5 separate regions of the Mus musculus genome follow, and regions 2, 3, 4 and 5 are each linked to region 1. The links are chromatin contacts, called in public HiChIP or PLAC-seq maps. All regions are on one chromosome and are shown on one strand. Each heading gives the region's core, a stretch centred on a gene start, on an enhancer-like site or on the middle of the called end of the contact. The rest is flanking DNA. Distances are from core to core; before and after follow the strand shown. Region 1 overlaps Spata13 (spermatogenesis associated 13). Region 2 overlaps Mtmr6 (myotubularin related protein 6). Region 3 overlaps Gm34874 (a long non-coding RNA gene). Region 4 holds the start of Sacs (sacsin). Region 5 has its middle 66 kb from the start of Amer2.

What was found. HiChIP or PLAC-seq counts read pairs in DNA pulled down with a chosen protein or histone mark.
Region 2: a contact with region 1 is called in an H3K27ac HiChIP or PLAC-seq map of microglia, with 6 times the contacts expected there. The contact joins two enhancer-like sites. A contact is called at or near these places in 4 of 39 promoter capture datasets (the C10 cell line, hippocampal neurons, neutrophils and 1 more), 1 of 484 Hi-C or Micro-C datasets (CD4 T cells), 4 of 115 datasets of contacts at active chromatin or transcription factors (astrocytes, bone marrow-derived macrophages, microglia and 1 more) and 3 of 9 other capture datasets (adipose tissue, liver and macrophages).
Region 3: a contact with region 1 is called in a FOXA1 HiChIP or PLAC-seq map of pancreatic cancer cells. The contact joins two enhancer-like sites.
Region 4: a contact with region 1 is called in an H3K4me3 HiChIP or PLAC-seq map of pro-B cells, with 2.8 times the contacts expected there. The contact joins the promoter of Sacs here to the enhancer-like site in region 1. A contact is called at or near these places in 4 of 39 promoter capture datasets (the C10 cell line, embryonic stem cells, hippocampal neurons and 1 more), 7 of 115 datasets of contacts at active chromatin or transcription factors (the 230-238 cell line, acute myeloid leukemia, embryonic stem cells and 3 more) and 2 of 9 other capture datasets (adipose tissue and embryonic stem cells).
Region 5: an H3K27ac HiChIP or PLAC-seq map of microglia shows a contact between it and region 1, with 8 times the contacts expected there. The contact joins two enhancer-like sites. A contact is called at or near these places in 1 of 484 Hi-C or Micro-C datasets (hematopoietic stem and progenitor cells), 2 of 115 datasets of contacts at active chromatin or transcription factors (the HPC-7 cell line and microglia) and 1 of 9 other capture datasets (macrophages).

Annotation. Positions count from the first base shown.
Region 1 is chr14:60,733,881-60,739,075 of GRCm38.p6, forward strand. All of the region lies in intron 4 of Spata13 (spermatogenesis associated 13), which reads left to right. Among named protein-coding and RNA genes, the nearest start is that of Gm34997, 32 kb to the right of the region's middle. Within about 2 kb of position 3,086, at least 218 of the 459 cell types and tissues checked have an H3K27ac peak or open chromatin away from gene starts, as enhancers often do. A contact at or near this core is called in the 230-238 cell line, the HPC-7 cell line, acute myeloid leukemia and 11 more, where this site is marked.
Region 2 is chr14:60,266,640-60,271,834 of GRCm38.p6, forward strand. The region is part of intron 1 of Mtmr6 (myotubularin related protein 6); the gene reads left to right. Among named protein-coding and RNA genes, the nearest start is that of Mtmr6, 4.0 kb to the left of the region's middle. Within about 2 kb of position 2,897, at least 72 of the 459 cell types and tissues checked have an H3K27ac peak or open chromatin away from gene starts, as enhancers often do. A contact at or near this core is called in bone marrow-derived macrophages, microglia and neutrophils, where this site is marked.
Region 3 is chr14:60,315,811-60,321,005 of GRCm38.p6, forward strand. Gm34874 (a long non-coding RNA gene) reads right to left here. Exons shown (of 3, transcript XR_383475.1): 3 at 669-695. Among named protein-coding and RNA genes, the nearest start is that of Gm34874, 25 kb to the right of the region's middle. Within about 2 kb of position 3,076, at least 6 of the 459 cell types and tissues checked have an H3K27ac peak or open chromatin away from gene starts, as enhancers often do. A contact at or near this core is called in pancreatic cancer cells, where this site is marked.
Region 4 is chr14:61,136,291-61,141,485 of GRCm38.p6, forward strand. It overlaps Sacs (sacsin), which reads left to right and starts at 2,167. Exons shown (of 10, transcript NM_015788.2): 1 at 2,167-2,481.
Region 5 is chr14:60,441,131-60,446,325 of GRCm38.p6, forward strand. It overlaps the pseudogene Gm6066. Among named protein-coding and RNA genes, the nearest start is that of Amer2, 66 kb to the left of the region's middle. Within about 2 kb of position 3,256, at least 70 of the 459 cell types and tissues checked have an H3K27ac peak or open chromatin away from gene starts, as enhancers often do. A contact at or near this core is called in the HPC-7 cell line, hematopoietic stem and progenitor cells, macrophages and 1 more, where this site is marked.

The DNA.
Region 1 (5,195 bases), core at 1,836-4,335:
AGTTGACAGCTTGAAGGAAGGCCCAGCCGGCTGCTGCTTTCTTCCTTGTTTGGATAGCTTTGCTAGCTGAGACAGGACAGGGATATAGATATGGCTTCTGTCTCTGGCAAACTATCCAGCAAGACTAGTGTGAGTGAAGGGCTCAGTCACAGCGCTATCAGACGTGACACAGCAGAGTAAATCCAGGAGGGAGGCACGGGGAGACTAAGGGATGGTGGTCCTATCTTCCCGCAGCCTCCTTCACCTTGCCTTGCCTGTTAAGAAGAGTGCTCTCCCCATACTACCCCATGCGTAGTACTCCAGAGTTTTTCATGAAGGTTTGCCCTTTGGGGGAATGAATGGATGGGCACCTAGCCTCTGCCGTGCCACTGTGGAGGGACGGATCGCCAGCCAGCCTGCTTCACTTCCTTCTCCTGTGACTCCACTCGAGCCATGAGCTCCCAAGAACTGTTTCAGAGTCTTGGCATACTGTGTATAAGCACAAGCAAAATCGTGGCAAGTGGTATGATGCCTTGTCATAATAACTGTCCAAAATAACGGAAGCCCCTGTTGGCAGGTTCCTGCACAGGGCATTCTGAGAGGGCAGGAGAGGGGTATGAACCCCAGGGTCAGCTGCTGGATGCTTATGCCATTCAGGAGCAGTAGATGTGACCCCCATGTTTTAATTTTCAGGGGTTTTTTTGTCTTTTTTTAAGATTTTATTTATTTATTTATTTTATGTATATGATCATACACTGTATCTGTACAGATAGTTGTGAGCCTTCATCTGGTTGTTGGGATTTGAATTTAGGACCTTTGCTTGCTCAGGTCAGCCCAACTCGCTCCGGCCCAAAGATTTATTATTATAATTAAGTACACTGTAGCTGTCTTCAGATGTACCAGAATAGGATGTTGTGGGTGGTTGTGAGCCACCATGTGTTTGCTGGGATTTGAACTCAGGACCTTTGGAAAAGCAGTCAGTGCTCTTACCCGCTGAGCCATCTCTCCAGCCCCCCCCCCTTCTTTAAGGTGAGATCTCTTAGTCCAGTCAGTCTGGTCCTGAACTCGGGATCCTCCTGTCTAACCCTCCTGAGGCCTGCTGGACTTAGAGGCGTGGGACACCACCACAGCTAGTTGACACCAGCCTGCAGCAAGGCTGGCTGTAGTTGCTGCTTTCTTCTCCTGGATAAAAGAGTGGAGCTGATGATAATTCAGGACACTTATTAGTGTTGAATACCATGCAGGATACAGCTGAGCAACCCAGCGTCCCTGAGAGATTCCTCCAGCCAGCAAGGTGGCAGGAGGACCTGGTCAGGAAGTAGAGGGAATGCAGGAGGGATGTAACCCCTCAAGTGTCAGTCAGCAAGGATGGATGTGGCCAGCCGCCACCAAAACCAGGAAAGTACAGTGGTGGAACAGCTGACTGAGGAGACCAGGACATGCCATAGGTAAAGCTAGGAGCTTGCTTGCTACAGGGCAGAGAGCAGCCAGATTCCTCCTGGCTGCTGGCCCAGGGATGGGCACCCCGGGGTGCCAGCTGCCTAGGCTTCCCATCCCAACTCCTCCTGTCTGGTCAGTTTACAGATGAGCGCAGTGATCCTTAGTGAGCATGGCAGAACTCCAGGCAAGCTGACTACACTGAGGGGAGAATACTCATTGGTAGCTTTGATGACACTGAAGGCTTACTGAGCCGTCTGTAGAAAAATGAAGCCACTTCTAGAAGTTTGTAATGATTAGGCTCGATTGTGATGCCTCTCCCTCCAGCCAGACACATGTCGAGTGCTCGTGAGAGCTGCAGGTGGAGAATTGTTCTTTTTAAAGAACCTTAGACATTATAGAGGATAATCAACAAGGGTGACTATTTCTAGGGTCTGTTTGAGTCTTGTTGTTGGTCTGTAGATGCAAAGAGAACTATTTTTGAAGAATGGATTTCAAGGCAGCAGGACATGATACTTTACAGTTTATATTCCACTGTGAACGGTGTCTCGTGCTTCATTTAGTTCAGTCTGCAGCACACAGTGGCTCACAAATGAGTTCCTGTCTTAACGTCTGTGGGACATAGTCGTGGACATAACTAACCGAAATAGAATAGCAGTAATACGGTTTAGAATGATAAATAAACCAGTTGTGTACATGTGGACAGTATTTTAAAAGAGGATAAGCCAATGTAATTGAGGAAAATGCGTAATAAATTAAAAAAAAAGAGAGGATAAGCCTGTGCTTCTAGCACGTGGTTATCGTAGGGGATCGAAGCATAGATAAGAGACAGTTAGGAAATCAGGGAACCATCTACTAACAAGAGACAGTTGGCCTTTAAGAATGATGCAGAACGCTGAGCTCTTGGGGAAGGAGGGAGGGAGCAAAATGTCTCCCTTCAGAACAGGAACCAGGAGCAGTCCTCAGCAGCAGAGCCTTCCATTGCTGTATAACCTGTGGTGTGGTGTGTGTGGTGTGGTATGTGTGTGTGTGGTGTGCAGCGTCAGGCCATAGACACACATTGTAGAGCAGGTCCGTGGGTGTGCTGCTGTGTGAGGTTAACCTGAAGGCCCACTGCCTCAATTCTGTCTGACTCCAAAGCCATCTGAGAGACGTTTGGAAACACCTCTCAGCTCAGTCCTGGCTCAGTGGCCGGTAATAAGGTGAGATTTTCACTTTTCTAAGCCTTCTCCAATGTGGCAGGGAGCCATGCCCTTGAGTGTTGGGGGACCACTGGAGAAGAGTGGATAAGGCATGCCTGCAGCTGTGTGGGCATTGCTGGTTCCCTCTGTGGGGAAGGAGGTGGCCTGAGGGTGGCTCTCTGGGCTGAGGGGCTGGGCCCACCATCATCTGTAACCACAGCTGCCAGACTGTGAGGCCATTTCCGCTTTTGAGGAGGGGAAGCTGGAATAGTTTTTCTCAGCCTGGAGGAAGTATAGTGAGCGGCAGGAAGGTTTCTGAAATGTATGTTTTTAACAGACTGCTCTAAGCAAGGGAATTTCCCCCAAACAAAGCCTTGGGGAAATCCCCACCCGGAGGGAGGGAGCTGCCAGGCAGGGAAAGGGCACTGTGCATTAGCAAGTCTGTGGGTGACAGCCTAGCCCTTCCCAGCTGTGCCACCTCCTGGCCCAGCCCTGAACACTAGCTGAAAGGCTGGGTTCTTCTCACCTTGCTCCACATCCGCCTCAGACAGTGGGGGGTCAGGGGTGTTTTTCTCAGTTACACAAGAGAAAGCAAAGGCTCAGAGATCATGGCTTTCCCAAGGTGGCCTCTCTGGGACTCTGCAGTTCAGTGCTTTTAAGCCCTGTCACTTTGCCACAATAAGCCAGCCAGAAAGAGACTGGTTTGTTTGGAGAAGAAAGCCGCAGCGGACGTGGGGGGTGGGGGTGGGGCAGGGTGGGGGAGGGGACAGGACACTTGTTTTTCAGAGAATAGCCAGGAAGGGGGTACAAAGCATGGCTCCGGTACTGATGCAGTGTGAGGTCATTTCTTGTTGTCAAACTCACCTTTAGAATCAGATGCTCCCTCAGAACTGTGACGTCTGAGTTCAGAGAAGATGGTCTGCTGATTTCAGTGTTCCTAACCGTCCTGCTAGCCTAGGCATTGGCCCATTCTCCATAGGTAGCACACGGCCCTCTGCACCCATTCCTGGGGTCGGTCCTGGTCCTGGCTGGCTGGCTGGAGTTTCACTTCTAGAGGCCATTGTGAAAGGAACAGGGGAATTGAACATGCAGCTGTTGCCCAAAGGGTGGTGGCTTACCATGGTGGTCCAACCCGGAGCGTGCTGAACCCACTGTGTTGTGTATCTGAAACTGGTGGGCTCTTGAAAAGTGTTCTTCCAGCATTGTCTCTAGCTGACCTCAGCACACAGATCTGACAGAGGGTAAGGGTAGGGACTCTCTTAGCTTACTCAAGGCCCTGAGTTCAATCCCCACCTGTTCAAAATACTGAAAAGAGAAAATAAGGGGAGTCCTTCCTGATTTTGGCTAAAGCTTTTAGTTAGCAAGTACTTAGGAATATAATTCGTCTGCTCTTGTAGTGGATGGGATCTTAGAGTCTGGGATCTTAAAGTGACTTTGGTTTTGAGCAGCCCCCTCTCCATGTGTACAGGATTATTTTGCTGAGAGAGGGAGAATTAGTCTTCCCCAGGGATGAGCTCTGAAATGATTATACAATACCAGGCTGACAGCCCTGTGGTCAGTGCACAGGAACAACACTAAACAGACTCAGCAGGTTGTATTTATATATTTATTCGTGTGTTTGTGTGTGTGTGTGTGTGTGTGTGTGTGTGTGTGTGTGTAATAATAATTAAAGAAGGCCATGCGTTTGAGAGGAAGTTGGGGCCTGGGAAGGATTAAAGGGCGTGGGAAGTGATGTAACTATGTTTTTAATTAACAAAAAAGAATGTCACAAAGAGAAAAGGTGTCTTTTCCATACTTGGAATTGTCAACCAAAGAAACCCTATAGGTAGCTGGGCCCTTGTGCGTTGGCGGTGGGGTAATAAAATGCTGTGTCCACCTTGAAAACAATATGGAAACTCCCAAAATCTTACAACAGAACGAGCAACATCACCACTATCCTGATCGAGTTCAGAACCCAAAGAACCGAAAGCGGGGCTTCTAAGATGTGGTGAGCACACTCGTGCAGATGGCTGAGAGGTGGGAGCACCTGGTGTGCTCAGCACATGGAAGGGGGAACAGAGAGGGCGGCACACGCAGCCTCAAGGCAGAGGGAACTCTGACTTGGGCAGCATGGAAGGACCATGAGCATACTGTGCCCAGTGAAACACTTGTCACAGCAAGGCTGAGACTACATGGTCTGGACACCAACCGTCTGAAATGCTTACAGAAACAGGAAATAGAGACGTGGTTGGCAAGGAGTAGGCAGGGGAGAGAAGAAGGAAAGGAAGTTAGTGTTTGTTCAGGGTTTCGGTTTTGCAAGATAAAAGAGTTCTGAAGGTCCAAGCCCAGCTGTGGAGCAAACCTAATACTACTCAACTGTGCTTTAAAAAGGACTTCCGCTGGGGTTTTAAAAAATTAGAATAAAAAGAAAAAATTACACGTTTGGCTGTTTATGGAGATATATACACATAATCCCAGCTTTGGAGAGAAAGGGTGAGATAGAAGGAGGGAGCCTGGGCTACATAGTGAGACTGTCTCAAAACAACCAATTCGCTTTTTACATATATACTTATTTCTCTTGGGTTTGTGGAAGTACATTTTGAGAAGTTATATTAGTTC
Region 2 (5,195 bases), core at 1,647-4,146, 470 kb before region 1:
CTCTCTCTCTCTCTCTCTCACACACACACACACACACACACACACATCAGTGAAAGCAAACAGAATCCAGTGAACTAAAAACACCCTGATCACTAAGTGAGCACTGGTGGGAAAATCTAGATGATTCCCTTCATTAGTTACAAAATGACCTCCGTCAGTTTATGAAGAACCGATCTGGCCTTTGGGGTGTATAGCTGTCATTTTTATGATCTTGAAGGTTGTTCCTGATTAAACCTTACTGTCTTCCTGGTAGGCCCATGCTGCTGTTAGGTAAGGCTGCTTTTTGCTCACCTTTTAGATCTGACCTTTTATGTCTTTTTTTAATGGTTAAGAGATTTCCAGTTGGTTTCCAACTGAAGTTGCTTCTTAAGGGACTGCCTTTGTTATTTTGTGTCACTGTTGTGGCAAGGAGGCGTTTCTCTAGAGAAGTCTTAAGTGGGTGTATATAGACTATAGTGGAACCGAGGTTTGCTGGGAACTAGCATGTACACACTTGACTGACACTGGCATCCCACACAAGAGCATCATGAACCTCACACTGTAGTCTGATAATTGTTATATAGACTCTACTGTTTCCTTAAATTATGGTTTGGAAAAAGTGTAGTCTTACAGAATTGCTTTGAACATAACCAAGTTTTTGTTTTTATTATGTATACTCTTCTCCCAAACATATTTAATTGCATAAAAATATGTTTTAGGCTAGGCGTGGTGGCGCACGCCTTTAATCCCAGAACTCGGGAGGCAGAGGCAGGCAGATTTCTGAGTTCGAGGCCAGCCTGGTCTACAAAGTGAGTTCCAGGACAGCCAGGGCTACACAGAGAAACCCTGTCATGAAAAAACAAAAGAAAAAAAAAAGTTTTAAACTCTGTGTAGTTTAATTGGTATAATCAGAATTGTTTGTAGGGCTCTCAGGATGGCTCAGTGTTGGTAAAGGGACCTGATGCCAAGCCTGACGATCGGAGCTGGTTCTCCAGAACCCACGCGGGGGAAGGAGGGAACCAACTTCTCAAAGAGTCTCTCTCAGCTCCACACAGGTTTCTTGGCCTGTGCATGCCCACCCCACCCTCAAGTAAAAGTAATAAACATTTTTAACTGATTATGATAATGTATGACTGTTCAGTGAGTTTCTTTTAATGTTGTTTAACAGCTGTCTTTGAAAAGTAATGATTACCTTCTGTTAGGCAATTATATCAGTGAACACAGTTATGTACCATTGTCATAATTTCACAATGTTCACATTTCACATATATGTTAGTTCATTAGCTCTCATCACCATGATGTTTACTTTTAATAATCACCTTGACACAAGGTAGAGTCACTTGGGAAGGGGGCCCAGTGACAGACATTGGCCTGTGAGGGTTTTTTTTTTCTTTTTGTCTTAATTGGCTGAGGTGGGGAAGGCCCATCCTAATGTGGGCAGCAGCATTTTGTGATCTGGATCCTGAATGTATAAAAGTAGAGAAAGCAAGGGGGCGGCATTTGTGCATATATTCTGTCTCTGCTCCTGAGTCTAGATGTGACCTGTTTTCTCAAGGTCCTGCTGTGACTTCCCCACAATGGTGGTTGGAATTTTAAGCCAAATGAACCCTAGCTTTATGTCAAAGAGTGTTATCACAGCAACAGACATGGAACCAGGACCATCAGTGATCTAAAAATGGACCCTGCCAGTGGTTTTAGAATCTCCATTTATAGATGAGGAAGAAATTAGTAAGTTTGAATGACCTGTCAGGTTAGCCATGTATGGCTGTTAGAATTTAAACTAATGTCTAACTCCAAAGGTGAGGTGTGCTCTTCCTAGCATGAACAGTTGTAATAAAATTGTGAAATTGGCATTCACTTAGAAAAGATTAACTAAAAGGGTTTCCCTTTTCTAGGTTTACCATAAGTAATAGTTTTATATTCTTGTTTTTGTATCTTGTTTTTGTATTTTGTATTTTGTTTAGAGTTATCATTTGCTTTGTCCTCTGCTATCAGAGATTAAATAACTCTCGCGCCAACATTCAGCTGTTAGCTATATCATCCTATTTTTATATCACATTTGCCTTGAAACAGGGTCTCTCACTGAACCAGATGCTCAACCTTTCAGACAGGCTGGCTGAACTCTTTAGATCGCTTGTCTTTGTTCTCCCAGTGATGGGGCCACAGGCACATAAAACTATGGCTGGCTTGCTACATGGATGCTGGGAGTTCAACCTTAGGTCCTTGTGTTTGTTCTTACTCACTGAACTCTCTCCCCAGACCCGAGAACTCAAAGATTGTTTTTTTTAAATTATTATTATTTTTTTATTAGATTCATTCATTTTATGTGTGGGTGTTTTGCCTGCATATATGTTTGTGCACCATGTGTGTGCTTGGTGCCCAAGGAGGACAAAAGAGGACAAGATTCCCTGGAACTACAGTTACTAATGATTGTGAGATGCTGTTTGGGGTGCTGAAGCAACAGATACTTTTACCTAGTGACCTGTCTTTCTACCCCCAGTTTTGGCTTTAAAGATTTTCATGGGAATGAGCGTTTTGCATGCCTGTTTCCCACAGAGTGGTTAGCTGCCTTTCTAAATCTTTGCCTTCACGCTGAGATAGGAAGCTGGGTGCTCAACATTGCAGAAGAGCAAGGTGAAGTGCAACTGAAAAGTCCCCACTGGATTTATGACTCAGTAATACTCCTTTCCTTCTTAAAAAGTCCATAATTGCTTCACTAATAATGTATGCTGCCAGGTGTCATCCAAGCTGAGGACACAGGATCGAAGAGCCACTGCCCTCACTTGCTGTCTGCCTCACAGTGTAAGGTCCTCTGCCTTTTCTACAGCTAGTTCTTCTCAGAGATGTCTGTAGAAGGCTCTGAAAGTCTCAGGAGATCCGTGGCTAGCGACGGGGAGCAGTGTCCCCAGTAGCTGACTGTGCTTTCTGCGCAGAAGCCACAGCCCACAGCATGACGTAGCTGTGGAGGAAGTGCTGTTCTTCATCACAGAAGTTGGTTGAAGAGAGGGAAGAACAGGTCTGAACTTCTATACTCTAATTTTCTGAGTATGATGGTCTATGTTTTTCATATCCAATGTCTTAATCAGTTAAGTTTGAATTTTTCCTGTTAGCCATCAACAGAGTGACCACACTTCCCAGTTTCTTTCCCCTTGCCCCATTGTTTTTCGTTCTTTTGCCATTTGCCTTTCCCCATTTACCCTTTGCTTTCTAAGGATCCTGAGGCTGTTTTTATGGTGCCACAAATAGTGACCTAAAATTGTTGTAGTTACTTCCAAAACAGGTACCTTAAAATATCTGGGGGAAATGGGAAGGAGCTGCTTGCTGGGCTCTGGTCTGGCTTTTATTTATTTTTTTTATTTTTTTTATTTTTTGATGATTGTAGCAAAGAAAAGTTTTTGGAGAAGGATTTACAATAAAGGGTAGAATGTGTTTCCCAAACTACTCATTCTTCAGCACTTTAGGCAGAAAGTAAATGTCGTGGTTTAATTTCAGATTGATGTTCTCATTCGCTCCGTCCATATGCTGAGACACTATAGAAGCTGCTGGTTAGGTGTAATGGTTGCATTTCCTGGGTTTGATGTAACCTGGCTCTGACTAAAGTAGTGATTAACTCTCCATCAACTGTACTCAGGATCGGCTTTTCGGACTCACTTTCTCCTGTCTGTGCCCAGTCTGCAAGTCAACAATAATGAATAGACAGTCTCCCTCCATGTCAGATTCTTTCTCTCTGCTCTCTCCAGCTTTACTATTAGACAACATGGGCTTCCTCTCTGCGTGCTTCCTCCAGGCTCCATCATCTCCCAACCACGCCTCCACTGTTTCCTTACTCCTCGGTGGTTCCACCTGCCCAGCCGAATTTTCTCTGGGTTGATACTGTCAGTACTACTGCACTTAAAGGCCTGTTTGTGTTCCTTCATCAGATAAAATGCAGGTGTGTCTCCTCCAAGAATTCTGTTTTCTCTGTATTACTCTCAGTGAAGAGAGTGCTTTAATTCTTGCTCTTGGGAAAGGGTATTTTACAGCTTTACAGTGCATTAAGTACTAAATTTTCTTTATTTTGTGTGGCAGTGGGGCAGGGTGGGTTGAGGGATATGTGCTGGGGCACACGTGTGCTATGCATGGCATATGTGTGTGAAGGTCAAAGGACAGCTTGTGTCTGTTCACTCCTTCCACCATGTGTGGGCCTAGGAATTGGATTAGTGGTCAGACTTGGGTAGATCTTAACTTGCTGAGCCATCCTGCTGGCTATCGAAATTGGTTTTTTGTTTGTTTGTTTGTTTTTTAAAGATTTATTTATTTTAATTTATGTATATGAGTACACTGTAGCTGTACAGGTGGTTGTGAGCCTTTGTGTGGTTGTTGGGAATTGAATTTTTAGGACCTCTGCTTGCTCTGGTAGGCCCCCACTCGCTTCGGTCAGCTCCAGTCAGCTCTGCTCGCTCAGTCTCTGCTCACTCCAGCCCAAAGATTTATTTATTAGTATACTGTATACTATACTAATAATGCACCAGAAATTCAGATGCACCAGAAAAGGACGTCAGATCTCATTATGGGTGGTTGTGAGCCACTATGTGGTTGCTGGGATTTGAACTCAGGTCCTTTGGAAGAGCAGTCAGTGCTCTTACCCACTGAGCCATCTCGCCAGCCCCCTGAAATTGGTTTTTAAATACCACATACACTTTTCCTTTCTCACTTTGTTTTTGTTTTTGTTGTTGTTGTTGTTTTATTGTTTTGGTTTTGTTGTTGTTGTTTCCTGAAACAGGGTTTCTCTGTATAGCCCTGGCTGTCCTGGAACTCACTTTGTAGACCAGGCTTGCCTCGAACTCAGAAATCCACCTGCCTCTGCCTCCCAAGTGCTGGGATTAAAGGCGTGCGCCCCGCCACCACCACCTGGCTCCTTTCTCACTTTGAACTTAGTTAAAATGAGAACTAGCAGCCTCAAGCTGCCTTACCAGATAACTGCAGTAATTTTTGAAAACATTTATTTAGTTTATTTCAGCATCTCGTTGCTTCTGTTTATAGGGCACAAAGGGTACGTAGAACACTTGGCATTCATTATCTAATCTGTTCCTCTCTTAGGAGTAGTTGCTTTTATTTAAAAGACAATGGAATGAGAGCAAATAGGTTAACCTTAAGTTACCCTTTTCTTAATACTGTGTATTTATGTACATGTTCAAGAACTTGGAGTGAGTGTGCATGCCTGTGGGTGTTTGTTT
Region 3 (5,195 bases), core at 1,826-4,325, 420 kb before region 1:
CTTAGGAGGAAGGGAAGGCTGTGTGTATATAGAGTGACATCACCTTACCAAGGAGGCCATGTAGGAGAAATGGGGCCTGGTGAGGAGCAAGCCTTGGATGGAAAGGGTGAAGGGTAAGAGAATGAATGAAAGATAGAACATTTTCAATGCAACACAGGATGATCCTTTTAATCTGTCAGTGTGCTTTCCTGGACGTGTGCTCCACTAGACCAGGTATGTACACATGTGTGATGTCACTCAACAGTCTCAGACACAGTGGACACTCAGTGAAGACTGTTTCTAGGGAGTCAAGAAAAGAGATTTGGAAAGGAGAGCAGCCATAGAAATGTGAAGGAAGGTGAACAATATAAGACCCCATTAATTGTAGGCTTATATTTTTCAAATCCTACTTTAATAGGGGTTCTTAAATGCTTTAACCTCTTTTCTATCCCACTACTCACCAGAGGTAGTGGAAAGAAAAGGTTAATAGGGCAAAGGAGGATGTGGACGTGTTTAGAAATAATTCTTTGTGGTGCTTCGAGTCTTCATTGTCAGGATAGCAGCAATCCAGTTCACACAACTTACAAACACCATTCACAAAGTAGCAATGGCAGTTCAAGCCAAAAGAAACTGCAAGGCTCCGCCAATCGTTCCAAGTCTGCAGAAGCAGCAAGAAGTCACTGAACACCACCAGAAGTTCTTGGGTGCATTTCTTTCTAGAAAGGCATGAGAAATGATAATCAGTGAAGAAGGCAAGGCAAACCAATGCCAGAGTTTGTCAGCAAAGACCAGCATCAGCAAAGCCCAACTAAGACTAGCCAAGAGTGGCAAGGCCTCATCCATTGTTTATTGGGATATATCTATATCCTTTCCAAACATCTCGTGTTCTCTCAAGCATCCACTCTAGCAAAACATCACATGCCCCCTTTCCAGACAGCTTCAAGAAAAACATTATGTATCTGTTCTCAGCAAAGCATCCTCTCATAAAACAGCTCCCAGAAAAACATCACTTGACACAACTGAGTCTCCAAAGAAACCAGAAATTTCCACTTCAATTGTAACTTACCAATGGTGACAGGTCATTGGGGGTAGGGGTGGGGGTGGGGGGGAACAGTTCTGAATAGCAGGCTGGTTTTGCCTACAATGAAGCCATGCTTAGTCTCCCCTGGTTGTTTCATTTCCTCATGAAAGCTATGTCTTCTGCCACTGGATTTGAACTCATATGGGCTCTGATGAAACAAAGGCCATAAAGAATTGGTTCTTATCTGTTTGAATTATGCATTTGTGTGTGTCTGTCTGTGTTAGGCCCAAGGTTAACTTTGGGTGCTGTTCTGGAGTCATCTCCCAATACTTTCGGAGACAGTGCTTCTCTTTGGGACACAAGGCTCACTGATAAGGCTGAATTTGGAACCAGTAAAAACCCTAGAGATGCTTCTGTCTCCACCTCCCTGACACTGGGATTACAAGTATGCATTACCAACCTGTTGGAGAATTCTAAGCGTCACCCAACCTTATTATTTGTTCTTAACAAACTTTATTCAAATCTTTGTATATGTATACTAGGAACTTAAATTTAAAAAAGAATGAAATGATTAGAAGAGCCACGTGTCTTCAATAAAGAGTCAGTAAAATATGAAAACACTTACTGCCTCTCCTCTCTCACTCCTTTCCTTTTTGCTTTTCTTGAGAGAGTCTCACTGTGCAGTCAAGACTGGTATGAGGGAGCTGGAGAAGTAGCTCAGTAGTTAAGGGCATTGTCTGCATTTTCAGAGGACCTGGTTCAATTCCCAGCACCCACATGGCAGCTCACAACTGTCTACAACTCCAGTTCCAGGGGATCCAACACACAGACACAAAGACACACATGGATGCAAAATACCAATGTACATAGGTGTTGATGCATATCTTTAATCCCAGTACTTGGAATCAGAGGCAGGTGAATCTCTGAGTTCGAGGCCAGCACTGTCTACAGCCAGGACTATATAGAAAAACTCTGTCTCAACAAACAAAACAAGATATTACAAACAAACAGAAAGAAACAAAGAGGGAAAGGGAGAGAACAACTTCAGGGTTAAAAACATCATCACTGAATGTTTGAAAGACAAACCAGAAATCAAGAGCCCCAAGACCCATTTCTTAAACAATACTAAATCAGGTTTTATTTCAGAATATCTATTCAAGGGGGAAACAATAATTGATCCAACAAGAAAAGGAAAAAAAAAAACAGTAATATCCAAGTCAGGGACTGCTACAGAACCCTTGCTGCCATTTCCTGCCCAGTCTGGTGTGATGTTTTCTTAAAATTCAGATGTTGGAACCCAATATGCCTGTGTGGTGGTATGAGGAGGTAACCATGGATTTTGGGAAGTGGTTAAACTGTGGGGATCTGCCCTTATGAAGCAAGTAGTGCCCTGGCAAGTGGCTAGGGTGATCTCCATCACCCCTTCCCATCCATCATGTGTGGACAGAAGGAGCCTGCCATCTTGGAAGACCAAATCCCAAGCATGGGTTCTACTAGACATCCAGCCTCCAAAACTCAGAGCAATCCATTTCTGCTCCATCACTCCATGTGGCCACCCAACACACTATCATCCAGTGTACTCCCGGCATGTGATCCCTGTTACTCTAGCTATGTCCAGCCTGGAGGGCTTTGTGTTCCCACTGTGCCTCTTCTTTGCTTCCTTTATACTGCCTGCCTTTTTTCCTGTCCTTCATCTTGTTCTTTGGCCTGCTGTGTTTCCTCTGGCTTGGGAGCCATGGCACTATGCTGTTCTCCTAGCCAAGGAACACTCACCACCAACCTTGGCAAGTGAGCGTCCCTTAAGCCTTAGCTCCTTCCTTGGTCAGAGACCTCATCTATGGCCTCTGGACCCAGGCAGCCATACTTGCCTGTGGCTTTTGTCTACCATCAGTTTCTTAACTTCATTTACGGTCCCCTAGCAGGATGCAAGCAATCTCAGAACTGGACTTTTCCAGTCTCCCACACCTCCGGGGCCAGCAGCTTAGTCAGCATCAGGCAACTACACCCCTATGACAGGTCCTCCATGGCAGGACCTTAAACCACCCTCATCTCCAAACACAGAGAGGAAACCATGTGCACATGATTAATGCTTAGCAGTAATAAACAATTAACTATGATCATATAGGACTTACCACAGGAGAACCATCATAGAATATGGCCATGAGTCAATAACTTTGAAAGAATGAACTTTTCTTTCTAGATCCTGAAGAGATTCTTGTGAAATTTAGGGCTTTTGTCTCATCGGGACCAGAAAAATCCTGCAAGTTCTAAGGGTAGGAAGACACATTTCTACGAGAGACTTTACAGTTCTGTTTACAGACGTATTTCTATGAAAATCAGAAAGCAGGCCCCAGGATCCCACTATCAATATTCACTGTTGCCTGAAGTTGTCAGCTGTACAGTTAGATGCCAAAGAGTAGTAAGACACAAAATGATTAAAAACACTTAGAAGCAAAATGGGCAGCCAGTATTATAATCTACCCAAGTAAATGTGACTATCAACTTAAAAAACCATTTCATCTGGACAAAAATTAGCAAAGATCCTGGATATATGACCCAGATCTGAAAATGGTTTGCGCAGTTGTGTGCCAACTGCTCCCTTCTTTACTTAGGCAAAAGCAAATAGTTTGTCATGACTCAGAAGTAGAACTGAAGTCATTTTATCAAGAAAACACTATCACCCCAAGGATCCAGCTCTGTATCTTTCCTCCTCTGGGTAGCATGTCACATGATGTCAACCCACAGGGAAGTTAGGAGGGTAGTTGGAGAAGCTCTGATTAAAATTAATCTTAAAGGCAAGAGCCAGCTAAGTAAGACAGATGCTAGGAAGAGCAACACACACAGCATTTTTGTGCTATAGAAAGAGGTGGCGGGAAAGAGCATTACCTTGGAAGCCGATAGTAATCGCCACAAGTTAAATACTTTAAAACCTTTAAGTGTTCCTTTTTGGAAAAGGAGATCAAGGGTTCATTAAGCACTGGCAGGAAATGCATCACATGAAGCCGTAGCATTAAAAAAAAAAAAAAACGTGCTAGAAGGTGACACTGCTTTCTGGATAAAGGAACCTAGGAAATCATGAGTTTTGTGTCCTTGTCTCTACAGCCCAGTTGCTGCCGATCAGAAAAGAGTTGCACACACAGAGGAAACCAAATGATGCCACCTCAGCATCCCAATTCAATCTTCCTCAAGTTGCATCTGTTAAAAATGTGGTCCCTGGAAGTGATGGAAATTTCAGGCTTGCAACGTGGCTGGCGGAAGTAGGTCCCCGGGGATGCCGCCTGGAAGACAGTACTACAAGCCTGCTCCTCACAGCTGTGGCTTCCTGACTGCCTTAAGGCAAGCAGCTTCCTCTGCTATGTTCTTCCATCATGCACGGCCTCACTCAAGACCATAATAGCAGAGCCAGCTGAACACAGACTGAAGCCTCTGAAAGTGTGAGCCAGACTAGACCTTTAACCTCCACTTAAGCTATTTTAGGCATTTTGTCACTACAATGGCATCTAATATCTTTTCACCTAGGAAGGATTTAGGGATGGCTCTGTAGTGAAGAGCATGGTTGCCTTGCAAGCATGAGGATCAGAATTTTGCAAAGCCAGGTGTGGGGGTGCGTGCTTATAACCCCAGTGCCAGAGAGGCAGAGATAGGAGGGTTTATGGGGCTCTTTGGCTGGCCAGCCTAGCCTACTATCCTGGCTCCAGACCAGTGAAATGATGGATGTGCCTGAGGACACTGAGTTTGTCTTCTGGGCTGCACATGCTTATGTGCACCTGCACACACTGGAATGAGCACACACACACACACACACACACACACACACACACACACGCTCTGCACAAAACCAAAGAGAGATGGTTTCTGTCTTCAGATTCCAGGTACTCTGTGAGCTGCTGACCTCAGATCATAACGAAGCTTTTCCAGGTGTTGCCAAATGAAGGACAATATGGTGATTCCCTATGTATGGATCAAGTGGCTAAGTGCATCCCCCTGGCATGAATTATTCTTTTGCACTCGAACATGTCATCTCTCTTGGGTATCTATACAATCAACTGTTGACTCTGGCCAATTCATTCATGTCAACAAAAAGTTTGTTTGTTTTGCTTTTTACAAATCTTATTTGTGTGTGTGTTGGGGGGTGGGGTGGGTATGTGACTTCTCATGTAAGTGTCTGCAGAGGCCACAAGAGGGCCTGGAACTG
Region 4 (5,195 bases), core at 917-3,416, 400 kb after region 1:
GGGGAGAGGATAGGGGATTTTTGGAGGGGAAACTAGGAAAGGGGATAACATTTAAAATATAAATAAAGAAAATATCTAATAAAAAAGAGAAAGAAAACAAAAAACAAAAAAAATCAAGATGTAACCTAAATATAATTAGTATTGTGTCATATTTCGAATGATCCTGAACCTTAACTTCAAATGTATAAAGGAGAAATCAGAGTTTTAAAACATTAAATTGAAAAGAGTCACACTGCATAATCTGTGGCAGAATTTCTTTAAATTAAGCAGTTTGATTTTTAAAAAATAGATTTTCTTTTACATTTACGTGCTAATTGGTTGATTGGCTGATTGTGTGTACGTGTGTGTGTGTGTGTGTGTGTGTGTGTGTGTGTGTGTGTGTGCATTACAGTGCATATGCAAAGGTCAGAGGACAACTTTGAGGAATTGGTTTTAACTTCTTCTTCCATTCTGTGTGTCCTGGGAATTGAACTCAGACGGCCAGGCTTGGCTGCAAGCACCTTTACTTGCTGAGCCATCTCGCCTAATTTTTAAATTTTTTTTTAAAGATTACCTTCTGTGTCTCTTACAAATTACCTTTCAAGGCAACACTTTAGCTCTTGTCCCATCATTCCTTTCTCTTTCCAACCTTCGGTACCCCTCCCAGCCTCCTGGATTTCACTGTTCTCTGAGCTTAGAGTTGCCTCTAGCGGGGCAGCCCTCTTGTACAAAGGACCTAGTTCTCTTCCTGGCTGCAGTTTAGCATAGCAACCTCAGCATTTATATATTTATTTATTTATTTATTTATTTATTTACACCCCACCAACACTGTGTGTGTATATGTATGTATGTATATATATATATATATATATATATATATATATATATATATATATATATTTACAGGAGTGTACTCCAAAGCCAGTGGGAGACCTCTGTCTTATCTCCTTGAGACAGGGTCTCTTACTGATCTGGGAGACTTCAGGAGACAGAAAACTCTACCTGTCTTAACATTATTGAGCTATGGCACACGGCCCCACAACACTTGTTGTAGGTACTAGGCATTTGAACTAAGGTACTCATGTTTGTGCAAAAAGTGGCCTTGCCCACTGTGCCATTCCAAACACAGCTCTCTAATGCCCTTTTAAGATCAGGACCTTGAGCATCTTTGGGTTTTGGCAGCTTCAAGAAAGCAATTCCCATGGATTCCGAGGGATGACTAATAGGAGTCTGTGGTGTGGAAGAAATGCTATTAGATTTGGTATCTTCAGTGGTCCCCTGGGAAGGGCGAGACTACAGCAAAGCAGACAAAGTGGATTGCCCTTTCTGAAGTCGGTGCCTCTCCCCAGGGACATCATTGGAGCCTGTATGGCTGAGCTGAATTAGGTAATTTCCCCAAGGGTGCAGCAAACAGGAGCCTCCAATCTTCTGAAGCTCTAGCTGGTGTACACTCCCCATTCATAGGATGCTGGAGGATGTTGGTCCTGATGCTGTAACTAGAGCACAGCCCACGCAAGGGCAGAGGACCGGGGCTGCACACAAAGCTTGGTGCCGTAGAGATGCCGTGCCCTGGTTTATTGCCTCAGTGTCCCCATTACTAAACTGACAGAAACACTGAATTAACACTGGCATCAGATTGCAACTGTAGAACATTTTACAACACACAGCACATTTTGAGTGAATTTTTGATTTTTTGATACTTATTTGGAATCTCATGTCCACAATGACAATGAACAAAGGCACTGTGTATGCTGTTTTATCTGGGCATGTGCTGCTGTTACTATCATATGGCTATCACCTGTCTGTCATCCATCCATCCATTCATCCATTTTGAGACCAGCTATCCTTGAACTCACTATGTAAAGGCGGCTGATCTTGAGCGCTTAATCCTCCTGTCTTCAGACCGGGCAGAGTCTATTCAGAACTCTTTATGGGGCTGAGGAGGCCCATACCAAGCCCCTAGCACCAACCTTCTATGGGGAATGACTTTGTTTTAAGCCGTATGCCTTCCATAAAATTAATCTCTGGAAAACAACAAAAATAATAATAAAGCTCCCATCGTGACTTTTTACCTCAGTGATCCACAACACTGGGTGTGTGGCATTATGGCATTCTTTGAAGCTGATATGCTATCTCTTTAATTTAAAAAAAGAGAGCAGTGAGCTAGGTAGGGGGAGCTGTGACTGCCGCACTCTCCCGGCCCTGCGCTGAATGCAGTGGCAGTAACGCTGGCTGGGACTTGTTTGTTGTTGGTACAAAAGGCACACAAAGGCCGGACAACCAGGTTGATGATGGCCACCGTGAGACTCTGAGGGTCCCTCGGACTGCGGACTGCGTCTAGTCTAGGAACAGCTACATCGGGCGTTGCGACCCGCTGGAGCCGGGTGGTGCGGTCGCTGCTACAGCTGCTGCTGCTCCAGCTGGGCCGTGGACCACTGTCCTCTGCATCTTCGCCCCCAAGGAAGACAGAGCAGCTCTGGCGTGTAGTGCCACAGCGCACGGGTGAGGAGTTGCTACCTTGGCATCCTTGGGTAGGGTGGGTCCCGCTCTACCTCCTCATCTTAGTTCCAGAGGGGCTCTGACTGCAGGCTTTGTCTTTTTAATTTCCACTCCAAGTTGCAGAGAGTGGTCATAATGGGTTCGCTGCTGTTATGCAGAGTGGGGTCCGGACTATTGGTATTTATACAGTGGCATTCTCAGAATAGTTTATTACTTAATCTGCAATCGCTCTAATTTTAACCTCATATTCTCAACCAGCCAGTTCTCAGTTACCTTATTTAATAATACTCGAAAGCCTTATGACAAAAAAAAATTCTCCTTATTTCATTTCATTCCAGGAAATAATTAAATTCTTAGAAAGAGTTCTGTGATTTTAGCAAAGTTCTCTCCTACTCTGCTGTCCTTTTTTGCTTGCCTGCGTTTTTCTTAAAACAAGGTCAGTGGGGAGTATTGCCTTTGAGGCTGATATGCTGATAATTTTAGCTTTAATCTTACTCCCTGTGTCTCTGAAAATGGTAAAAAGCCTCTTCCATTTGAACCAGCCAGGATGGGGGCTGGTTCCAGGTGTTTTCCAAGCATAAGCTGCCACAACCCCATATTGGTCTCTTTACTCCTGCACCAACCAGTACAGAAGTAATTCACGATCAGCCCCCATTTATTTGTCTTATGACGAGTTTTACAAGCACCCACTGGCAGCCAGGTAAGAACTAGGACAGTGTGAGGTTCTCATGTTCACATCCCCTGAGTGTTGCGGAAGACTAACCAGCTCTCTTTCCTTTGCCTTGACAGTTAGCCCCATTCTGTGTGGTCCCTTGTCTTCTTTATCCTTGGCTTTTGGCTTTTGGCTGCCCAAGCTGCTCCCTCCCGCACCCATGATCCTTAAGACTCTGTCTAAGTCCCTTTCAAAGGAAGCAAGCTAGCTTACACCATCTTCCTGCGTCCCTGCTGTTGTGCTCATCCTGTGAGAGCAGCAGTAAGAACCGTTGACCGCTGTTCCGATGTTTCCCGTTCTTCCTGTCAGAAGAAAAGCTCAGTCACAGCTTTTGAAGAACAAGGACAGCTGACAGGAGTCCTTTGCTTTGGGCCGGACTGGCCCTCAGCAGCCCTGTGCTCAAATGTCAGCTCAACTGGACCTTCCTGCCACAGCCCCTTAGAAGTCGCTAACAATTGGTGCCTCAGTTTCTCTTCTGTCCAAGACACTGATGGTCATTGCTCAGATGATGGTGGTATCATTGAGACATCAAATGTTTGTGAAGATAGCTAGCTTAGACTAAGCAGTGTGTTGCTAGTGAGTATTTGACTCATTTCCAACCCATTCCACCCCATCCATCCATCCATCCATCCATCCATCCATCCATCTATCCATCCATCCAACCACACATACATCTACTCACTCAATCTATGAAACACACCAAATAGCTTCATTTATTAGTGTTCCCTCAAAAACTGAATTTATAAATGTACTTTTGGCTGAGTGCCTCTTAAACAGCCTTTGCTTTGGGCTAAATGTTCTCATACCTTTGGCCTATGAATGCGGAGCTAGAACTTCCTTGCTGCCATAGGGCTGTTCTCTGAGGGGAAGGGAGGCTGATTCCTCTTGCATACCTTCCCCTAAACACATCATGGTAGCAGTAACAATGACTATACTGGCCATGTCCCCCAGGAGTCCAAGTCAGGACAGTTAAATGTACTTAAATGTGCCAAATTGGAAATCAGAACAAGTCCCGTTACTATTTTGATCTTGGACAGCCAGGCGGCCCACTCACTCTTTATAGACATTGCCAATCCTGTGACTATTTTTAATCTCTACTTTGTCTTTCTCCTTTCTCTTTGCTATTTTCCCTTAAACTCTTCACTTAACATGCACTGGACTTCAGTGTCTATGATGGAGATGTTGTACCCTTCCCAGAGGGAGAAGGAAAACAGAAAAACTGGACAAAGCACTGGATTGGGAACCAGAAAAATGTGACTTTAGCTCTGTTGGCTTTTATTTGTGCATAACAGAAAACCATTTATCCTCGGAGCTAAGATAAGAGGTTTGGGGAGAGACTCTTTGACTTTCCTTAGAGTCCTGAGTATAAGATCTTGACAGCTCTCTTTGGACTCTGCTCACTGCCTCAGAATAGTCAATCAAAAATTACTTTTCATTCGTGTGGTCAAGATTAGAAATGATTTAATAGCCCCACTCTGTAGGTTAGAAGATGCAAGATTAAGGGAGTGGAAGCTCAGTGTATTCTTATTTGAGAATGGAGAGGTCTACTCAATGTAGCTTTTCTTGCTGAAGATCGCCGAGTTCTCAGACCCCATGCCCCAAGTTCTGCTTCTTGCTGTCATGTTCTTCCCACTGCACTTTGGAGTTTGGGTGACTGGAAGCCTGAGAGCTCACACAGATCACCCATTTTGTGCAGAACCATCGTTAGTTCTTTTATAGCAATGTAGCATCCGGACTTCTGTTTTGCTTCTGATAGTATTGCATGTCTCTTACCTAGGCCTGAAGACAAAGGCTAGGCCTTTCACTTCTTCCAAAAAGATAAAAGCTTGAAGTCAGTCAGGCACCTAGTGAATGGCAGCTTAAATTTCATGCGTATCTTTATTTGATTAAACTGCTGAGCACTGGAAAGGAGCGCACGTGTGAATATTATCGGTCTCTGGGATTTGTGGACATTTCTACACAAGTGTTTCCCCTTGTTTAACATGATGATACATGTTAAACATAT
Region 5 (5,195 bases), core at 2,006-4,505, 290 kb before region 1:
TTAATCAAACTATTCTCAAGATCAGTCTATAACACTGATATTTTAACACATTTTATTAAAAAAATAACTAAAGAGATTTATTGCATCACTAAACTAAAGACCATGTGTGAAGGCATCAGGGCCTTGCCTGGTACTGTACTCGGCTGTTAATAGCATTTTGATAGCATGCTCTTAAAGGGTGATTATTCTCAATAAATATAAAAACCACCCATGTTATTTCCCCAATAGCAGCTCATGTAACAAGCAGGCTGCCTTCAGTGAGTGCCTGCTGGCTGCACTCAGGGTTGTTTTATCTGAGGTCTGATAAGCTTGCTAGTTCTGGAGAGGAACTATTCTGCTTGTGAAAAAGCAGACGTGGCTTACTTTTTCTTTCACTTCGTATATAAAAATTCTCAAAGGCCTTTGTGTTTGGAAGTAAGCAGCTCTAGTTAGCTTCCTACTGCTGTGATAACCACCAGGACCAAGAGCCTCTTGGGAAAGTGTGGTGGTTTGAATGATAATGATCCCCAAAGACTCATATGTCTGAATACTTGGTCCCCAGTTTGTGGAATGGTTTGGGAAGGATTAGGGGGTGTGGCTTTGGAGGAGGTATGTTATTGGGGGCGGGGTTTAAAAGACCATATCGTTCCCAGTTAGCTCTCTGTCTTGTGGTGGATCAAGATGTGCACTCTTGGCTACTGCTCTACCCTGCCTGTTGGCTGCCATGTTTCTAACCCTCTAGAACTGTTAGCCCCCCAATAAACTCCTTCTTCATAAGTTGCCTTGGTCATAGTGTCTTATCATACCAATGAAAAAGTAACCAAGGCTTTGCAGACACCACTGTCCCCTGTTGCAGCTTGCTGCAGCCATGATGAACCCCATCATGCACTTTGACATGGTAACCAATGGCAAACCCTGCATCTCCTTTGAGTCGTTTGCAGACAAAGTTCCAAAGACAGCAGAAAACTTTTGTGCTCTGAGCTCTGGAGAGAATGGATGTGGATATATGGGCTGCTCCTTTCACAGATTTATTCCAGGAGTTGTGTACCAGGGTGGTGTCTTCACATGCCATAATGGCACTGGTCCATCTACAGGGGGAAATTTGAGGATGAGAACTTCATCCTGAAGCATATGAGTCTTGGTATCTTGTCTGTGGCAAATGCTGGACCAGACACAAATGGTTCCCAGTTTTTTATCTGCACTGCCAAGAGTGGCTGGATGGCCACACGTGGTCTCTGGGAAGGTGAATGCAAACATGAGCACTGTGGAAGCCATGGAGCATTTTGGGTCCAGGAATGGCAAGACCAACAAGAAGATCACCATTTCTGATGGTGGACAACTCTAATGATTTTGACTTACTGTTTTCTTACCCACCAGACCATTCCTTTTGTAGCTCAGGAAAGCCCACCACCTTCCCCACCCCCCCCCCACTTGCTCATAATACCCTGTAATCTTTGCTCTCACTGAAGTTTTTGAGTTCCATATTTTCCTCATTCCCCTCCAATCTAGCTGGATTACAGAGGTAAGCTTATGGTTATGAATAAATACTAAATAAGAAAAAAAAGAAGTAATCTAGACAGGGAATAAGTCACCTTGAAGATTATAGTCTATCGTGAAAGGTAGTAACTGAAGCAGAGGCCATGGAGGAGTGATGCTTACTGGATGTGTCTCCACTGCTTGCTCTGCTTGCTTTCTTACACTCAGGACCACTTGCTCAGGGATGACATCATCCACAGTGAGCCCACATCAATTAGTAATCAAAAAAAAAAATTCCCCCACAAACTTGCTTCAGGCCAATCTGATGAATTTCAACTTTCTTAAGTGAGATTGCCTCTGTTCATATCGCCTGGCATGTGTCAACTTGACAAAAACTAGCCCACACAGTAATAAGTGTACCCTACATTTCCTCCAGTCAGGAGCTCTCTGGGAGAAGCACAGTGTGTTTGAGTTTGAAGGGCCTGCCTATCTCTGGAGTCAGAAAAACCTGCAGGATGAGAAGTTCTGCACAGACAAAGCCACTTTTCATGAATAAGTGTCAAGCCGCAGTCTCTGCCGTTGGCATGTAGCCGAGATACCATGGTTTTCATTCTTAGGGGCATCTAGTTGTGAACAGCATTGCTGAACCTGGGGACCCTGCACTTGCCCCTTCTTTGATTGTAATGTATATAAATTCAATAAGCATTTGCAAAGATGTGTTATTTAAAAAGAGAGAGAGAGAGAGAAACAAACCTGTGTCTGCAAGATTGCTCTGACAAACTAAATGTCAGTGTAATATGAGTTATAGCCAATACTGTCCTCCATCTCCATAGTTACCGACTTAGTGGGGCAACTTAACTCTCAGGGAGGGGGGTATTAGCTTTGAATGGCTTTCTTTCTCCATTCATAGCTGTTAGCTGTGTTCTGTTGAACACCACCTCTCCTTTCTCCCTGGGCAGGACCTTCCTTAATGGCAAATTGGTGTGATTACATAAACACAGAGTATTTTCTGTTATTATGACATTCTCACTCTAAAAATAACTACCCCTTTCAGGGTTTTAAACGTACATTAATTGTTTTAGCTGAGGTATACTTTATATGCAGTTACATTGTCTTAAGTATAATAGCCAATGAATTTTAACAAGAGAGTGAACTTCTGTAATGAGAATTCTGGAATTTTGGTTTCTTAAAAAAAAAAAAAAGAAAAAAGAAAAAAAGAAAAGAAAAGAAAAACACACAGAAATATTGTAAGAGTGTGCTTCTGTTTTAATCCCAGGTGTAGGGTGTGGGACTGGTTCCGACTGTCCGAAGCAGCTGACCATGATTTGCCTCTTGCGCTAGCAAAAGTGTGGTTTTGCCAGCTGCAGATAATTTCTATGATTGTGTGACATTCGGAATTCTGGAAACTTTTCATAGTGCATATAAATTCGGAGGCCCTGAGAGGGGAGGGTTGGTGGTTGGTGTTTATTTAGGGAAGTTATTTACCATTTGGTACTTGGAGTCAAAGAAGAAACAAAAAGAAAGAAATTAGATTCAGGGATTTTCCTAATTCCTCTCTCCCTTCTATCCTTGTTTCTTTCCTACCTAGTATTAAAGGGTTAAAGGGGGTGGGCAATGGATAAAGGGTGGAAAAAAAGAACCTACCAAGTAGCAGAGACCAGCTACAGAGTCTGTAGGATATCTAAAGAGGGCTGGTGCATCAGTTTGAGTGCATTAGTGAAAACCTCAGACACCAGTCATGTGCTGCCATTGCGTTAGGAAAAGGAAATTAACAAACACTTCCCCTTTGAGTAATTCTGTTTCTTTACTTCCCCCTTTCTGTGGTTTTCTGTCTGAATTTGTACCTGTCTGAATGCTGCCCTGTGAGTCTGTCTGTCCCTGTGTCTGTGTGTCTGTTCCTAACAGGGCTTTGTTCTGTATTTATTGAACAGCACAGAAAGCAACACATGAACGAGGGATTTTACAGAAATCTTTAGCAGAGTTTACAAGGGGTTAAGTCATTCACTCCACCTGCCCCCAACTCACCCAGATAAGCAAATAAATACAGCTATAAATCGATAGAAGAAAGCTGCTTTCAGTGTTGATGGTGGGTATGATTATCACAGCAAACCTGCAAACATACAAGCAGGTCAGGGTCATGGAAGAGGACATAAGGAGATTACAGCTTCCACTCTCTGCGGTTGTAAAAGCTGATTGCTCAGGAAACCCAAGGCAAGTGAGGTTGGTCATTATTGTGTCTCTTGAAGGCAGGGTAACGTGCATTACCAACCTTGGCCTTGAGGTCCAGCAAAAACTTCTTTCTGGTCCCTTACAATATTAGGGATATTTTCATGGCAATGATCAGATTATTTAAAGCAGAAAAGACATGATAAATGTGCTGGTGTTGTTCTCTGGTCCCCCAGATAGAGGACCTGGGCTTGGGTTCCCCAAATCCATGTAAAACTGCAAGTGTGTCAGTACCTGCCTACAGTCCTAGCACTGAGGGACAGGAGCCTCCCTGGAGCCTGCTGCTCAGTAGATCTAGCTGCTCAGTAAATGGACTCTAAGTTCAGCGACAGACCCTGTCTCAACAAAACACAGAGATCAATCAAGGTCGACATTTTATGTCAACCACTGGTTTCCAAGTCTGAACACACATACACGCATGCACAAATAGTATCAACTGCATTTTTATATACTGGCATCTGAAAATGTGCAAATGGAATTAACGATGCAGTTTGATTCATAATAGCATTAAAATAATAAAATACTTACAAACATACTTTTTTTTAATGTGCAAATTTTAGCTGCTAGCTGTTTTCTGCTGCTGTGATCAGACACTAATCAAAGCTAATCGAAGCTAATGTGGGCGAGAAGGAGTTAACACCTCTAACTCATTAGATTGAGGGAAGCCAGGACAGGGACCTGGAGGCAGGAACTGAAGCAGAGGCCACACTTACTGCAGCACAGGCTGCTTACTGGCTTGCTCAGCTTGCTGTCTACACAACCCAAAACCATGGAGGGAGGAGGAGGACTGCCCCATAGACTTGCCTATGGGTTAATCTGATAGTAGAAAGGCCTCAGTTTGGGTACTTACCCTAAGTGTATCGAGTTGCCAAAAACTAGCCAGCACATCTTGAATACTAAAAACTATAAAACTTTGTTGAGTTTAAAATAAATAAATAAATAAAAGTAAAAAAAAAAAGAAAGATATCTATTTTGTGGATTGGATGACTTAACACTGCTAAGGTGCTGACTTGATCACGACGCCTGTCAAAATCCCAGGGGCCTGTTGGACAGAAATTGGAACGTGCATCTTGGAACCCACCTAGACATTCCTAGGGCTCAGAATAGAGATAGAAGTTTTCAAAGAAATCAAGTTGGAAGACCCACAACTCCTAATTTCAAACCTTTACTTTAAAGCTCCTATAATCCCAGCAGTGTAAGAGTTTCATAAAGGCACACACAGAGACCCACAGAGCTTCTAACAAACAGCTCTGCGTTTGCGGTTAGTTGATTTTTGACAAAGGTGCTATCCTGAAATCAGAGCAGCTGTTGGACCCTTGGAGGATTAGGATCTTTAATGTTCCTTTACAGAAGGAGTGGGGGAGGCTCATCAGCCAAGTCCACAGCCCCTCGCTAGTGCATGCACCTGTCACCAGCTTATATAACCCGACCACAGCTGCCCCTGCTCCAGAAAAGCTTGTAGCCACAGATGGTGGAAGGTTAACTGGATGGCTGTGGGGGTTGTCCCTCCTGCA